Regions from separate parts of the Rattus norvegicus genome. Here region 2 is linked to region 1. A link is a contact called in public Hi-C data. All regions are on one chromosome and are shown on one strand. The core of a region is the stretch at or near the end of the contact, and the rest is flanking DNA. Distances in the headings are between cores, read along the strand shown.

What was found. A called contact is a pair of places that touch in the nucleus more often than the background predicts.
Region 2: a contact with region 1 is called in a Hi-C map of psoas muscle, with 9 times the contacts expected there. The contact joins two enhancer-like sites. A contact is called at or near these places in 4 of 12 Hi-C or Micro-C datasets (the A7r5 cell line, Schwann cells, liver and 1 more).

What each region holds. Positions count from the first base shown.
Region 1 is chr20:10,358,116-10,362,712 of GRCr8, forward strand. It overlaps a transcript of Agpat3 not described here. Among named protein-coding and RNA genes, the nearest start is that of Agpat3, 24 kb to the right of the region's middle. Within about 2 kb of position 2,461, at least 4 of the 93 cell types and tissues checked have an H3K27ac peak or open chromatin away from gene starts, as enhancers often do.
Region 2 is chr20:10,403,239-10,407,835 of GRCr8, forward strand. Agpat3 (1-acylglycerol-3-phosphate O-acyltransferase 3) reads left to right here. Exons shown (of 9, transcript NM_001106378.1): 7 at 3,595-3,670. Among named protein-coding and RNA genes, the nearest start is that of Agpat3, 21 kb to the left of the region's middle. Within about 2 kb of position 2,218, at least 4 of the 93 cell types and tissues checked have an H3K27ac peak or open chromatin away from gene starts, as enhancers often do.

The DNA.
Region 1 (4,597 bases), core at 1,211-3,710:
AGATGAGTCTTATCAGTGCTGGGTGGGTGGGTAGAATGTCGCCATGCAGACACAAAGGTAGGAGCCTGGCGTGTGCGTTAACTCTGTTCTCAACACTTAAATTTTAATTATAGAAGTAGCATATGCTTGTAGACATTGAACCAGAACCAAATATAATAAATAAAGCTATATTCCTCACTCCATCCAGGATCTTACTCTTCTGGGAGGATCCACAAACCCAGAGTGGTTTGTAATTAATCTTCCAGAACTCATAAAAAGCTCCGAGAAACATACAAGCAGATGGTGTCAGCAGAGTGCTTACCCAGCACGTATGAAGCCTTGGGATTGACCCCCGAACACTGCATACATCTGCATGATGACTGTGCCTGAAGTCAGTGCACTCGGGAGACAGAGGCAGGAGAGTCAGGAGATCAAGGTCTTCCTCCGTTACATGTCAAGTGTGAGAACAGCCTGGGCTTGGGCTAGGCTATACCTTGTTTCAAACAATCATACACATTTTTTTTTTTTTTTGGTTCTTTTTTTCGGAGCTGGGGACCGAACCCAGGGCCTTGCGCTTCCTAGGTAAGCACTCTACCACTGAACTAAATCCCCAGCCCCAATCATACATTTTTATAAAGACAGCCAAACAGTTACTAAGTGCGGTTCTGTGAAGCCTCTGCAGCTGGATCCCGTCAGTTCCCACAGACCTGCCTCCTTTTAAAAAGCTCTTCTTGGCGGGCAATGGTGGCATACCCCTTTAATTCCGGTGTTTGGGGGGCAGAGGCAGATGGCTCTCCAAGTTCGAGGCCAGCCTGGTCTCATAGTGAGTTCTAGAACAGCCAGGGCTGACCCACAGAGAAGCTCTGTCTCAAACAGCAACTAAAAGCCCATCTTGGTTCACTAACATCCTGAAGTGTGTGTTTATTACAGTGTGTTCTCAATCGTGCCTACGCCTGTAGGCTCTGGGATGGCTTAAGACCGTTGACTGGAATGGCCCCTTTACTCATGCCTCTGGTTTAGAGAGCAGTGATGAGCTGGCCTGCTCATCTTCCCATGAGGGCCAGCTAGGGCCAGAGGCCATCTGTTCAAATAATGTGGCAGACTCAGCCCTCACAACCCTGCAGGCTGCCCCAGTAAGCTGCCTCCATGGAAGTGGACTTTGCCTTCCCTGTTCTATAGAGCTGACTCTCTGCACCTGTCCCTCCAGCTGGTGCTGTTTGTAAGTTTCTCTGGTGACAAGTGGCTTCGGGAGGAGAGTGGTCTGGCCACGGACACCTTTCCACTGAGGACTGTCTGCTACCTGCACGGTGGCCCCATGTGTAGAATACAGGTAAAGGGCTGAACATGTGCACTTTTCTGGTACCTCTGACCTGTGTGGATGGCATCCATCAGCAAGGTCTCCTCCTGCAACCCTCTGCAGGCCACGCCAGATGCACCCCCTGCCTCCATCTGCTGCGTTTGGCCTCGTGGTTGCTCTGATTGAGTGTCGTGGGTCTTGTCTCATGGCTACCATCTGCTAGGTTCTGCTCATCACATAGGAAGCTGAGGCTACATCTGAACATGGTCTCTACAGTGCTAGCACACCTGACCTTTAGTCAGGGTCAGCTTTATATGGAGTGGGGCTCTGGGTAAAACTATGGGAGGTGACATCTGCAATGTGTCCTGGTCATCCTCGTTGGCGGGGACTTTGCCTTTCCCCTGATCACCCAGTGTGGGCTGGAATCAGGAGGCGAACTCACAGGAACTCAGGGGACATGGAGGAGTGTGTGTCTCCACTACACACTATAAGGCAGATGCTACTGTGTGAGGCCACACTGTGTTTCTCTACTTCACTGTCTTCCTGGAGGGAAGATAATTTTCCTGTATGAGGTATGCTAGCTGCTGTGTAGAACCCCCCCCCAGCAGAGGTAGCGTGGAACCCAGAGGAGAAGGCTATGTGCACAGAGGGTGTGGCACTCTGGACTCCCACGAGGGAAGCCTCATGGGAAGCTTTGTTTCTTACCCTGGCTTTAACAATGTCTTGGACTTCCTGAAACCATCCCATCACTGACACTCTATATTTTTCTCCTCTGATCTCTGTTAAGGTGAGTGCCAGTGATCCCCCTGCCTCAGCCTCCTGCATGCTGAGACTGCAGACAAGTCCAGCCTTACCAGTTCCTCCCTCCTGTCCCTCTTTAGTGCAATGGCTGCGGATGGGTCTAGAACAGGTCCCTGTGACAGGTGGCTTTTCCTAGCATTCATAGAGCTATCCTGTTCTTCCTCTCCCTTTATCCTTTATTGTCATGGTCCCATGGATTGATTTGCTGTAGCTCACCTTCCCATGTCCTGGACACGGCAGCTTCGATGGCGTTTTGGTTTGCTGCATAAGGCTGGGGCCAATCTGTAGGCTGTCTTGTCTGCTCCTGGCTGAGGCAGACCTTTCCAAGGGTCCTCCTCTCTTGGTCCTGGCACTTTCCGTGTCTCCTCTCAGTAATGTGCTGACCGGAGCACAGATGCCTCTGGCAGACGGCAGAGTAGAAGTGTCAGCTCGGATGACTTACCATCATACATATGTGGAGTGTTTCAAATTGACTGCTGCACCGCTGTCTAATCAGAAAGTAGGTTTGAACTGTCAGGCTGCTGTCCAGTGTTCACGCAGAAGAAGCGCCATGCATCCATTGCGTGTCTTCAGAGCTAAACATGGACGAGCTGTCACCTCAGAGTGCTGCCAGCTCGGCTGGCCAAGCTCCTCCACCCCTCTGGTTCCCACAGGTCCCCTCCCCTTCTTCCAAGGTGTTCCCTAAGCTCCCTAGGGAGGGATTGGATGGAGAGCTATGACCTGGGCTCTTTTCACCTAATGTGTGGCTTCTGGGTTTCAGTATCCTCTCCCATCAGCTGCTGAGGCAGCCTCTCTGACTGGACTAGCGCTGAGCTGTGAGGGTAGCAGAATGTGATCAGGGGTCATTTCATTAATTTCTCTCTCTCTCTCTCTCTCTCTCTGTCTCTTTCTCTCTCTGTCTCTTTGTCTCTTGCTGTCTTTCTCCCTCCCTCCTCCCTCCTTCTCCCTTCTTCCCTTCTTCCTTCCCTTTTCCTTGCCAGTCATATTTTGTCCTACCCAAGGCCTCTGAGCTGTCCAGCCTCCCGTTCCTGGTCATTCAGGCAGTGATTGCGCCTGGGCTCCCTCTTGTGGTGTGAGCTTCTAATTAGATCAGCCATTGCTTGGCCATTCCTAGGGGCTGTGCCACCAGTGCCCCAGCGCGCCTTATAGGGGTTGAAGGTTTTGTTACTGTGTTGGTGTCCCAGTCCCACACAGGAAGGCTTGCTTGGTTACAGAAGATGACTGGTTTAGGCTCCATATCCTAGGAGTCCTCACTAGGGTCGCCTCGGTAGATTTCAGGGAGTTTCTGCTGCACTAGGTTTCCAGATTGTCCTCCCAAATGTCCCCCAATTCCAGCTGTTTCTTCTAGTACTCTTTCCCTCCACCCCTCCCCACCAGATCCCACCTAGTCCTATCCCCATCCCCAGTCTGCCTGCAAAATCTATTTCTCCTGCCCAGGGAGCTCTATGCGGCTGTCCCCCCCACCCCACCCCGCAGAGCCTTTCATGTTACTTAGCCTCTCTGGGTCTGTGGATTATAGCGTGGTTATCCTTTACTTAGCAGCTCATATTCACTTATAAGTGAGTACCTGCCGTGCCTGTCTTCCTGGGTCTGGGTTACCTTACTCTGAATTTTTTTCTAGTTCTATTCATTTGCCTAATTGCGTAATTTTTTGTTTTTACAGCTGAATGATAGTTCATTGTGTGAATGAATTACATTTTCTTTATCCATTCTTCTGTTGAGAAGACAGCTAGGTCGTTTCCGGTTTCTGGCTATTATGAATAAAGCTACTGTGAACATAGTTGAGCAAGTGTCCTTGCGGTATGATGGCATGTCCTTGCGGTATGATGGCGTGTCCTTTGGGTATACCCAAGAGTGGCATAGCTGGGTCTTGAGGTCGATCAATTCCCAAGTTTCTGAAAAATACTGCCATATTGATTTTCATCGTGGCTCTACAAATTTGCACTCCCACCAGCCAGGGAGGAGTGTTCCCCTTGCTCCACCTCCTGGCCAGCGTGACCCATCACTTGCCTTATTGATCTTAGCCATTCTGACAGGTATAATAAGGTGGGATCTCAAAATAGCTTTGATTTGTATTTCCCAGATGGCTAAGGATGTTGAACATTTCTTTAAGTGTTGCTAAGCCATTTGAGATTCCTCTGGTGAGAACTCCGTTTCGATTGGCACCCCAGCTTTTAATTGGATCATTTGGTCTGCTGATGTCTAGTTTCTTGAGTGCTTTAGATATTTTGGGTATTGGCCCTCAAGAGATGTAGCATTGGTGAAGATCTTCCCATCCTACAGGCTGCCATTTTGTCCTACTGATGGTGTCCTTAACCTTGCAGAAGCTTCTTGGTTCCATGAAGTCCCATTTATCAATCGTTGGTCTTAGTGCCTACACTGTGGGCTTTCTGTTCAGGAAGTTGTCTCCTGTGCCAGTTCGTTCAAGGTGAATCCCCACCTTCTCTTCTTTCAGGTTTTCAGTCCTCTGGCCACAGGGCCTCTCCCGTCACCAGCCCCGGCCCAAGGCTATAGTGGATG
Region 2 (4,597 bases), core at 968-3,467, 45 kb after region 1:
CACACCCAGGGCTGAATATAGCAATCACTCCATCAGTCAGTTGGCTAAAGAGGGAGGGCTGGGGCACTGACCCCTCAGAGATGGCCATGACCAAGGACCTCCCACCGGCCCATTTTTTTTTTCAAGTAGGACCAGGATTGTAGGAAACCAAAATGCTAATACATGATTTTTGAGAGACAGTGGAGAACAAAAGAACAACTTTAAGGTAGATGACAGTGACTGAGAATCTGGCCGTGTCCGGAGGTGAGTCCCCTCAGAGGCCAGTCATGCTCCTGTCCTCTGGCTTAACTGCCCCAGGTCAGAGCCAGACCGTGGCTGGGTGGCCATATTCCCCCCCCCCCCCCGTCCAGCTGCTCAGTCACCCATCAAGCTGAAGTGTCCCGCATGGGCACCCAGCTATGACAAGGGAGGCCTCCTCTCTCTGCCCTTTCCTCTGTGATATGCTGATTCTGTAGAGACGTCGAACTGCGTTTCAACAGACAGCTTCGAGCTCGCAGAAGCCTTGGCTGGTATGTGCTCTTGAGCACGGACTTTGTCCAAGTGTACTGTTCCTGCCACCCAGCATACCTCCGCAGTCACGGCCAAGGGCCTTCCCCCATGCCTCCCTCAAGGGAGACAGAACTCTCGGGGTTGTGATGGGGCAGGCCTGCATTACATAGCCCCAAAGGACCTCTGTTCTTTGTGCTGTCATGTTGGCTAGCTTTGCGATGGCAGTTGTTCCTGGAAAGTTCAGGGTAGCAGGTTCAAGCTCTAGCTGCCATGAGCAGGAAGACTACCATGTGTCTATCTTGTCATCTTACTTCAATAATGTGTATTATGTAGTAGTGCACATGCATATATGGTAACACACATACACACACATACATATACATACACACACACCCATACACACACATACACACACATCACACAACACACATACATACATACACACACACATACACATACACACACACCCATACACACATACATATACATACACACACACCCATACACACCCATACACATATACACACACACCCATACACACACCCATACACACACATACACATACATACACACACACTCATACACACACACCCATACACACACATACACACACATACACATACACACACACCCATACACACACACACATACACATACACACACACTCATACACACACACCCATACACACACACCCATACACACACATACACACACACACCCATACACACACATACACATACATACACACACACTCATACACACACACTCATACACACACACCCATACACACATATACACACATACACACACACCCATACACACCCATACACACACACACACACACACACACACACACACACCAGGAGACCCATGAACTAGGTCTGAACCTTGTGGTCCTCTTGCTATAGGAGGTGCCCTCCTGCTCCACCCCCGACTGTGAGCCATCTGTGCCAAACCCTCTCCCACGCAGTCCCCAGCATGTGGCTGGAACCCTCGGGAGGTATAAATATGAATATTTTATCTGCTAAGATGCTGTTGCCTCTGACCCTGATGTGCCCGTAAGCCTGCAGCAGTGCTCTGTGGAGCATCATGTTCTGTGGCCCTGGGCTCCACCAGTGCTGTGCTGAGGTGAAGAGGTCCCTAGACACAGCCCACACAGCCACAACCCCTCAGGGCCTCCATTTTAAATGTACAGGTTTGTCTCAACCTGTGAACCTTTCACATGGTTTTTTTCCTCTGAAAGAAAGGGCCACCTGTGGGCCACCATGGTGGCCATCCAAGCCCCTCTCCAGAGTTCACCAGTTTCCCCCTTATTCCAAGTTCCATTACCCACAAGCAAATGAAGTCTGAAAACACTAAGCAGAAATTTCCAGAAGCAAGCTATCTGTTTGGGGACTTTAAATCCTCCCTCTGTCACCCTGGGTGCAAAGCCTTGTCTGGTGTATAAGCTTGTGTAAGCCACCCTCCTAACGTCATTCACACAGACTCATGGTGTTTGTGTTTAAAAGTAACTTAATGGCTTCAGAGCACAAGGGGTGTGAAACGAAGGGAACACTCAGGTGTGGAGCACGGCACACCAGAAAACAGTGTGCAGAGGGGGCTGAACGCTTAAGGTGTCAGATGTCCTTGGGACTTGGGATCTGTGCTCCCAGAGGAGGACCATGATCACCCCAGTCCTTGCTAACCTGTGTGAACCTAAGTGCTCTGCGCCACCTCCTGGCTTCCAGAGGTACTGCAATTCCCTGTGGAAAGCAGGCTGCGCCTGTCTGGTGCCCAGGCTTGCACGAAGCCTGCTCTGCCATAGAACCTGTTGAGGAGCTCCTCATTCTCTGACGCCACATCCAATTTCTGACTGACAGAAATATGCCACCTGTCTAGCTTGCTTTTTTGTCTGCCTGTTGGTCTGTCCTTCCTTTCTTTCCAACAGTAGTTATATTTTGAGATGGGACTTTTCCTATGTAGCCCTGGGTGGCCTGGAACTTGACATGTAGACCACAATAGCTATGACCCTCTCTCTGCGTCCCAAGTGCTGGGATTAAATGCGCGTGCTGCCATGTCCAGCGCTAAGTCTTGTGTTTTGTTTTATGTTGGTTTTTGGAGACAAGAGTTTCTCCCAGTAGCCCTGGCTGTCGTGGAACGGACTCTGTCACTCAGGCTGACCTCGAACTCAGAGATCCTCCTATCTCTGCCTCCCGAGTGCTGGAATTAAAGGTGTGCACTACCACACACTTGGCTCTAGCCTTTTAAAGTTCATGATGGTTATGTGGAAGAGTCCGAGAGCTGGCTCTCCCTACAGGTGGCAGTATTGTTTGTTGCAGACTAGAGCCAGATGATCGTAAAGCATTTTTACTGTCATTGACAGCCATCCTTTCCCCACCATATGTTTGACCTAACATCCTGGTGACTATCAGAACCGTACAATGTACTCCTAGCAAACCACCAGCTCCCAGTAACCCAAAGGCGAGGATGCTATGGGATAGGCTCTGAGACCTGAGGTAGAGGGCCCTTGCTGTACCCCACCACCTGTAACTCCTACCAATGCCATCCATATGTACTTTAGAACTTTCCTCATTCCACAACTAATAAAAATCTCACGTAACTACTCACAGTAGAAAATGGCATTTTGGGAAACTTCACTATGTGGTTTGGGGTCACAGCTTCTCGTAGCTGTCAATCATTGAAGGTGACAGTCAAGGTCAAATGCCACAGATCCTTGCCCTTGGTTGTCTCCAACAGGATGTGTGTTGGGGAAGACCAAGGCCACTGCAGTCACCCTATGAGGAAGTAGAGGCATGGTCTGCCAGGCAGATGACTCACAAGGGTCCCCAGACATAGAGGCATCTTTCAGCCCTCATGTGGGGGATGGCTTGGCCTTGCCCAGAAGGTTCCAGCATGCCAGATGACTGACTGACTGGTTGTTTCAGAAATTAAGAATGAGGCCTGACGCAAGGCCCTGGGTTCGGTCCCCAGCTCCGAAAAAAAGAACCAAAAAAAAAAAAAAAAAAAGAATGAGGCCTGAGTAGGGAGCCTCAGGTGGTCTCACCTGTGTCACTTGCTCCCTCCCAGTGTAGGGCAGGTGTCCATTCACTCTTTACACTTTACAGGAGGTTCCCCCTGGAAGATATCCCAGCAGACGAGACCGGCGCGGCCCAGTGGCTTCACAAGCTGTACCAGGAGAAGGTAAAGGCTCCTGCTTGCCCTTGTCTCACCTCCAAAGCAGGCTGGGGCAGCAGGGAAGGAAGGAAGGAAGGAAGGAAGGAAGGAAGGAAGGAAGGAAGGAAGGAAAGAGCGTGCCACATGGTTCCCCTTTGGATGCCAAAGACCGGTGGTCCTCGCCTGCATTAGAGTTGTCTCTTGTTCTTAAAACTTGAGAAATTAATGCTGAAGTGAAGTATAAAGTCTGGCCTGGTGCCTGGTGTGTGCAAGTGAAACTGCGTTGATGGCATTTGACCACATTTGTCCCTTTTTTATATAAAGGAAATTTTAAGTGTGTAACAAACCTTGCCCAGATTTGCAACAGCTTGCTTATGTCACGGGTATCCCTAGATTTCCAACAGCATGCTTATGTTGTGGGTATCCCCCAGACTTATAACAGCGTGTTATGTCATGGGGCCCCTCAGCAGATGCCTTGGGGTGCTTCTGAGCACACATGTCCAGTTCCCAGTCCAGAGTGCGTGCTCACCCTGTGCCCACTTCCTGGGACAGTAGGTGTCCTCTTCACATTGTTCTGGAAACCGGATGGCCAGAAAAACCTATAGCAAATTAAATTCCCCTCAGTGCTGGGAACAGCTCCCAAGGAAGTAAGGGAGCCCCAGAGACCAAGTCAGGAGGAGAGCTAGACTTGAGGGTGAAGGGCCTGGCTGGCACTGCACCACCTGCTGGTAGTGCTGTCCCCCCTCAAAGGCTTGAGTCATGGGGTCAGATGGTAAGATGTGGCTTCACTCAAGACAGTAAGGTATCGAGCTCGTCCCAGCCCTCCTCCTCTCCCTCCTCCTCCTCCTCCATGCTGAGGAGTGCTGCCCTGGTGACTGTCCTGGCCCACCTACACAGTTCCACAAGATGGTGACACTAGGCTGGAGAGAGGTACACAGAGAGTCCCCTCAGGCT